2 separate regions of the Triticum aestivum genome follow, and region 2 is linked to region 1. A link is a contact called in public Hi-C data. All regions are on one chromosome and are shown on one strand. Each heading gives the region's core, a stretch centred on a gene start, on an enhancer-like site or on the middle of the called end of the contact. The rest is flanking DNA. Distances are from core to core; before and after follow the strand shown. Region 1 holds the start of LOC123138187. Region 2 has its middle 47 kb from the start of LOC123139431.

Region 1 (3,376 bases), core at 365-2,864:
AACGAAGGGAGACTCGGTTTCTTGGTCCAATGTTTTGTATAGATTTTTATTCATGTGTTGGGCGGCGACAACATCGCAATAGTGGAATAAGTCCCTCCAATCTCCTCCCTGCCCTGACAGTGTTCGCTTCAAAATCGGCGATAGGCTTGTGAGGGTGTGGTCCCATGCATCTGGGCATCTAGATCTATTGGGCAATGTGAGGGTGTCGGCGGCGGTGGACAGAGTATCAAACCTGATGTTGAATCTTGACAAGTGTTAAGGTGGTACGGGAGTGCCTCTTCGTTAAGCCTCAGATGGTTTTTTTTCCTTCATGTTGGTTGTTCTGCAACAAATCTTTGCGTTCACTAGGCGCGCCCCGGTCGACGTTCTTCAAGTGTGTGTTATGTCTTGCTCTTGCGGTAGGTTTTTATTGCGGCTCCTATATCCCATAATGGTGTGTGTAGTTTCTAGGATTATGATTCGGTCTTTGCAACCGCTCCTTTCCGACTACAATTTCTCTGTCGGTGAGGTAGACGGGATTCTTCATGTGGGTTGGCTAAAGTCTTGTTTAATTGGGCTTGTACTTCTGTTTTTACAGTTTTTTCACTTTGACAAAAAGTCAAAAGAAAACTCATAAATAGGTGTTTTTTGCTTCGGCTTTTGGCTTATACCATCATATAAGAATATTATTCATAAGCCAATAGCCGAAACATAAAACCCTATTTAGGAGCTTATGCGGCTTTTTTTATCAAAATGGAAAAGCCGTAAAAGTAAAAGTAAAAGGCCAAACAAACAGGGCCTAGAAGATAGGGTTGAAAGACATTGGATACCATGATGTATTCTCTTTTCTTGGTTTGAGTCTTTCAATGTATTCCTTGATGTTTGTCAGATATAGCAAAAAGGCGGAATGTATTTCTTCTGATGAAAAAGCTAAGCCCTTTACTTTAGCCATGTACTATAAACTTGTGTGCTGTACAAATGACGTCCTTTTGTTTTTGAAAAGGACTTGCCAAACGCAAACATAAACATGAGCAGAAGGAAATTACCAAGTCACCCTTGATTATAACAATCTAGCGACCAGGACTGTTGTATTATCATTCGAAGGACAAGTCAGGCCACGTGTCGAACTCCGGCGACCCGAGGTCGGGCAGCCCGTCAAACACACCCAGCGGTGCGCACTGCGGCGGGTGCGCCACGGCCGGGACGCTGCCGGCAGTGGTTGCCGCGTCCGAACGGTGGCCCTGCAGCGCACCGCCGCAGCCATGCGCGGCGGCGGTCAGCGAGTGGCCGGCGGCGTGGGCCCGGCGAGGCAGCGGCCGGAAGATGGCGGCCGGCGGGAAGCCGGTGAGCTCCTGCACCATGGCGCGGAAGTTGGACACGTCGGTCGCCACCACGGTGGTGGACGACCGGCGCGACGCCGACGCCGGGTGCTTCCTCCTGGCGCGCCGCGGGGACGGCTGCGCGTCCGAGGGGACCTGGCCGCCGGCCGTCCGCGTTGCCGCCGTGTTGCATGGCTGGTACTTGGCGCTGGACTCCATGATACGCGCCGCCGTAGCCGAGCGGTCTCGGTCGTTGCAGGAGTACATCGCCGGGAGGCGTCTAGTCTAGGAATTATAGCAAGCGGGCTAGCGGCGTGTGTCCGCGAACTTGCCGAGGGGGGTCAGTTTGACGTGTGCATTTATAGCAAACCAGGCAGGAATTGACCTGAAGAATCTACAGTAGCACCACTTCATTTTCTAGCACCAGCAGTTTGGCTGAGCAGTGCCGCTGAAGCTGACCTTTTTTTTCTTTTATTTTTTTGCGAGGGCTGCTGAATTGATTAGCTTTATTTTAGCTCAGACTTGCAGAGTCGTGGTTGTTCTGACCACCTATGCAATCAGCGGCGGCATCGTTAGCCTACGTTATCGTTTCGGCGGCATTTTTTTTTTGAAATTAACTTAACCCTATCGTCTATCTAGATGCGCATTTCAGAGGCGTTCTTATCTACATCAAGGTGATACAAATAGGCTCGCAAAAAAAAAAGTGATACAGATAGAGTTTTTTTTTCCATCCTTTGCCTCCGATGGTACCGAGCTGATTCAGAAACAGTTGGACGGGCGTTGCGAAATGGGGCGTGCGATGCGACCGGCCGGCCGGTCTATATTGGTCGGACGATTCTGCCTGGTTGGTGCTCCGTCCGGTGCCTTTCCGGTCGAGTAGGACGGACTCTGCCGTACGCCATGTTGCACACGTTCGTTCGCCTTAATTTCCCTCTCTGCATGCGCGCGGCAGATTAATGTTTTTGGTTCAGCTGTTCATTGGACTGTTCTCTGTGGAATTTCTGCGGATCAACGGAGGCTTGATCTAACATGCATGTCTCACAGAATTCCACGGCTAGATAACACTTTTTCCTCCGGTTACAGGTACTAGCTAACAGTTGAATTTTCCCGGCAAAAAAAGAAAAAAAACTAACAGTTGAATTCACTGGAGAGTCAGGAGAAGACGGTCGTCGCACGGTCGAAACGGCACTAGCTTGCACACTTTTATCTACGCAGTTAATTAATTACTACTGCTCCTGAAATGAACTCACGGCCGGTCGCAGCATGTCACGGTCACCCAGGCGCGAGGAGAACCTCACGCACAAGCTAAAACCGGCCAAATTTGTTAAATCAGCCACAGCGCTATGGCTCTGTATACATCGACACATGTACTTTGAGCCGTATCGGATCTATCATCTACGTACTGATCTACACACAGTCCCCATCCATTCCTGACGCCATGCTATAAAGCAGATGCATGCACTGAACCTGGAATTCAGATGACTAACGCACGTACGACACGCCATACAAATGTACTCTATAATGCAACGGGTGATGTCAATACTCACTAAACAAATGTTGTTCAACGAGAATCCGCAAGCATGGGATAAACATGGACTGCGGGCGCGCAAACAAAAAAAATATTCTGAAGAAAAAGAATTGACTTGCATACTTGAGAATATAGCTACTACCTCCGTTCCAAATAGATGGCATATAAATTCAGGCAAAAAGTCGATGTTATCCACATTTCACCAAGTATATATACACAAATATCAAGATAAATAATATCAATATCAACATATCCACCATTAGGTATGTTTTCATAATTTCTCACAAAAACTATATATTTTCATAATTTATTTTCCAAATATTATAGTTGTTGATATTTTCTTTTATATATTTGGTCGGAATCAGGAAAAAAACGACTCTTTGATTGGCTTTATACGGTATGTATTTGGGGCGGAGGGAGTAGTTGGTATTGCACGCATGCAATTTGGGAGGTGGTACTAGTTTTTGTCCAATGTCCCCGAAGGGACGGCGCCACGGCGGTGGTAGTTTTTAGTGCTGTGCCGATACGCTGGAAGCGCACAAACAAAGTC
Region 2 (3,376 bases), core at 408-2,907, 380 kb after region 1:
TCACATAAAAAATCATAATTTTTTTTGTCGAAAAGCTAAGTAAAACCGGTGAAAAATTGACAAGTCAAAAAAATCATCTAAAAACAGAAAACATGTGCAGAAAAATAAATAAAAAATCGAAAGAAAGCGTCCAGAGCGCTCCAAGTGACGTGCTCTCAACCCACCCCATCTTTGGGGAAGCGGCGGTATGGCCCAAGCGGGAACAACGCCGAAATCGGCTTTGTTCACACGGAAATTCCTCTTTGCCGCTCGTTGCGGCAAACAGTCGACGTGACGCACAGGGGCAGATCGACCAGGGTTGGGATGGACCGGCCCGTTCAAACGATTGTGCGAATCCGGTTTTGGGAACCTTCTAGGTGGTTCCCAGCCGGTTTTTTATGGTTTTGGGAACCTTCTAGGAGGTTCTTGAACCGGTTTTTCTATTTCCTCTTTTTTACATTTTTGTTTCTTTTCTTTTTCTATTTCTTTTTCTTTCTCTTTTTTTGTTCAGATATTTTCTTTCCTTTTACTGTTTTCTTTTTTTCTTTGCTCTTTCGTTTTTTCTTTTTTCAAGTTTCTTTTGTTTGAGAATTTCAAATATTTATTCGGAATTTTATAACATGTTCTTGTTTTACAGATTTACTCTCAATTTCATAAAGAGTTCCCATTTTCAAATTTTGTTCACAATTTCAAAAAATGTTCAATTTTAAAAAAATCTTTGAGGAATTTGAAAAACGTTCTTGTTTTAAATTTTATTCAAAATTTCAAAAAATATTCGTGTTATAAAAATGTTCAGTCAATTAAAAATTGTGTTCTCATTTTCAAATATTTTTTACGTTTAGGTTTTGAGAAAATGTTCAGGAATTTCATAAAATGTTCCTATTTTCAAATTTTGTTCAGAATTTCAAAAAATGTTAGTGTTTGAAAAGTCTTTGAGGAATATCAAAAAATGTTCTTGCTTTAAATTTTGTTCACAATTTGAAAAAATGTGTTTGAAAAATGTTCAGTAAATCCAAAAAAATGTTCTCGGTTTCAAATATTTGAAAAAATGTTTTGGAATTTCATAAAATGTTACCGTTTTAAAAAAATCACAATTTCAAAAAATGTTCGTGTTTCAAAAACTCTTTCAGGAATTTCAAAAAATGTTCTTGTTTATTAAATTTTGTTCACAATTTCAAAAAATGTTGTGTTTTAAAAAAGTTTCATTGAGTTCAAAAAAAATGTTCTCGTTTTCAAATCTTTACTTTGTTCAGGTTTTAAGAAAATGTTCTCTTTATCAAAATATGTTCAGAATGTCATTCATAAAATGTTTATGTTTCAGAAAATTTACAAGAACATTTCGATATTGTTCAAAATTTTCAAGATTTTTTCTAAAATGTTTTTTCCTAAAATCTCAACCCTGCTGGCTGTTGTTATATATTTCCGCGCTTAAATAGACAGTAGCACCTTTGTGGTTGAGTGGCTTGGTGGTCGCTGTTCGCTCTGTGGTGTTTGGGTAGTCGCGGAATCGAATCCCAGCATGGCGTATTTGTTTTTCCGGGTTTTTTAGGTTGCGCACGATACAGCAAGCATAAATGGTTTTCGCGTTGACGGGCCGGCCCAGTCATGCGTCACTAGTGTGCGTCGAGTTTCGCGTTTGACGCAGAATGCGTCGTATAGGATGTCCCCCCACCACGGTGGCAAGAGGAAGCGGCGGTATGGCCCAAGCGGGAACAGTACCGAAATGGGCTTTGTACACCGGTGGCAAATGCCTCGCGTTGCTTTCCTTTCGTTTTGGGAGTCGCATCAAAGGGACCTCCTTAATCAAGTCCGTCGCCTGTTTGTTAACGACGACCGAGTTCGAGTCCCTTCGAGTTATTAGCTACGGACGCAACAGCTGCGCGGCCGTGCTCACCGTCACCGTATTCAACACGTCGGTTGCGAGGCAATCCAGGATGACACTACGACGACTCCGATTAGCAAACTAACTACCTCGTGACGCCAGCAAGCGCGACTCCGCATCGGCCTTGATTTGGAGGGCGGGCGCTAGATTTGACGGAGACGGCCTACTTAAACCCTGACCGGTCCCAGACGGACATACAAACCGACGCATTTCGTTGCGGAGGTGGTTTTCGTGCACAACTACCTCAAAAAAGGTTGATTGCCCATTTGATGCGGTGATTTCGACCTCTTTCGTTCAGAGCATGCTTGGATCTAAGGGACTATTTTTAGTCTGACAAAAACTAGTCTTTTTTAGAGGCTAAACTTCCAATCATCCCTGACTAAAGCGAGGCTAGAACTAGTCTTGAGACTAAAAAAATTTAGTCAGGGGAACCTTACTAAAATGTGGATTAGTCCTCTCTCTCCTCATTTAACTCCTCTCCTTTAACACATGTGAGTTCTGGATTGAATGGTTTGGAGGATAATAAATGCTCATTAACTCGATTTTAGTCTATTTAGTATTTGTATCCAAGCATGGATGAGGCTAGCAAGTTTTAGTCCCATTATTTTTAGTCGTGGGACTAAAACGTATCCAAGCACCCTCTCAATTTGCTCTGCGGCAAAGTTTTGTTTATGAAAACAATGCCTTCAATAAGGTCAGGGACAATCAATTAAGGTCATACCTTGGGGTTTTCACCTTGAAAGCTAAGACTCTGTACTTTGCCTGTGCTCCCGCCTTCATTTGCCGATGCTGCTTCTATGAGTCATGAATCACCAAGCAAAGTCACCATCGCCACGAAGTCTCGATCCGCTGTTACAAGGCCTTAGACCTCAGCCACCATGACGTGTCTCATAATGTCAACAGATACCGAAACTTCATGTCACACCCTACTCAAGCCACTCGGGCTGAAATAGGGGCGCACACGACCGAATCCTACCCGATCCAACAATCTACAAGTGTCAAGCACCCAATGAAGATCTTTAGCGGAGCATTCCGGAACTCGTGAATGGCCAGACCCATGAGGGCAGGCAACCGGCAGAACACCATCTTAGAGCAAAAATAACCCAAGGACCGCGCCACCGCAGGTTCCCTATAGCAGGCCGGAGATCTCAGTGGGCACCGCCGCCCGCCGTCACACGTACCATACGGAGATGAGTAGCTGAGCCACACCGACCCCCCCCCCCCACCTGTCGGCGTCCTGGACTTGTGGGTATCCAGTCCTGCCTGCCTGCGGCCCACCACGTGGCTTCATCGACGACCTGGTATGGCCCAGCTTCAGCACCAAACACCGCAAGACCCTCACGAAGGGCCAAGCCTCTGAGGCGGACGACGTCGAGACCCCCTAAGGAGCTGGCCTCCTCAGGAGGGCTCCTGAGGGGCGAAGAGTTCTATGCAGCTACCTCATGAGGCTCAGCTGACGTGAGCCATGACGACCAAGGCCAGACGGGCGCCAGGCGGGAACAAAGCGCATGTTTC

What was found. A called contact is a pair of places that touch in the nucleus more often than the background predicts.
Region 2: a contact with region 1 is called in a Hi-C map of an unstated tissue, with 7 times the contacts expected there. The contact joins the enhancer-like site here to the promoter of LOC123138187 in region 1. A contact is called at or near these places in 3 of 5 Hi-C or Micro-C datasets (leaf and an unstated tissue).

The regions. Positions count from the first base shown.
Region 1 is chr6B:588,010,486-588,013,861 of IWGSC CS RefSeq v2.1, forward strand. It overlaps LOC123138187, which reads right to left and starts at 1,615. Exons shown (of 1, transcript XM_044558109.1): 1 at 933-1,615. The coding sequence starts at 1,565. The coding sequence ends at 1,074.
Region 2 is chr6B:588,394,689-588,398,064 of IWGSC CS RefSeq v2.1, forward strand. No RefSeq gene overlaps it. Among protein-coding and RNA genes, the nearest start is that of LOC123139431, 47 kb to the left of the region's middle. Within about 2 kb of position 1,658, at least 6 of the 8 cell types and tissues checked have an H3K27ac peak or open chromatin away from gene starts, as enhancers often do. A contact at or near this core is called in leaf, where this site is marked.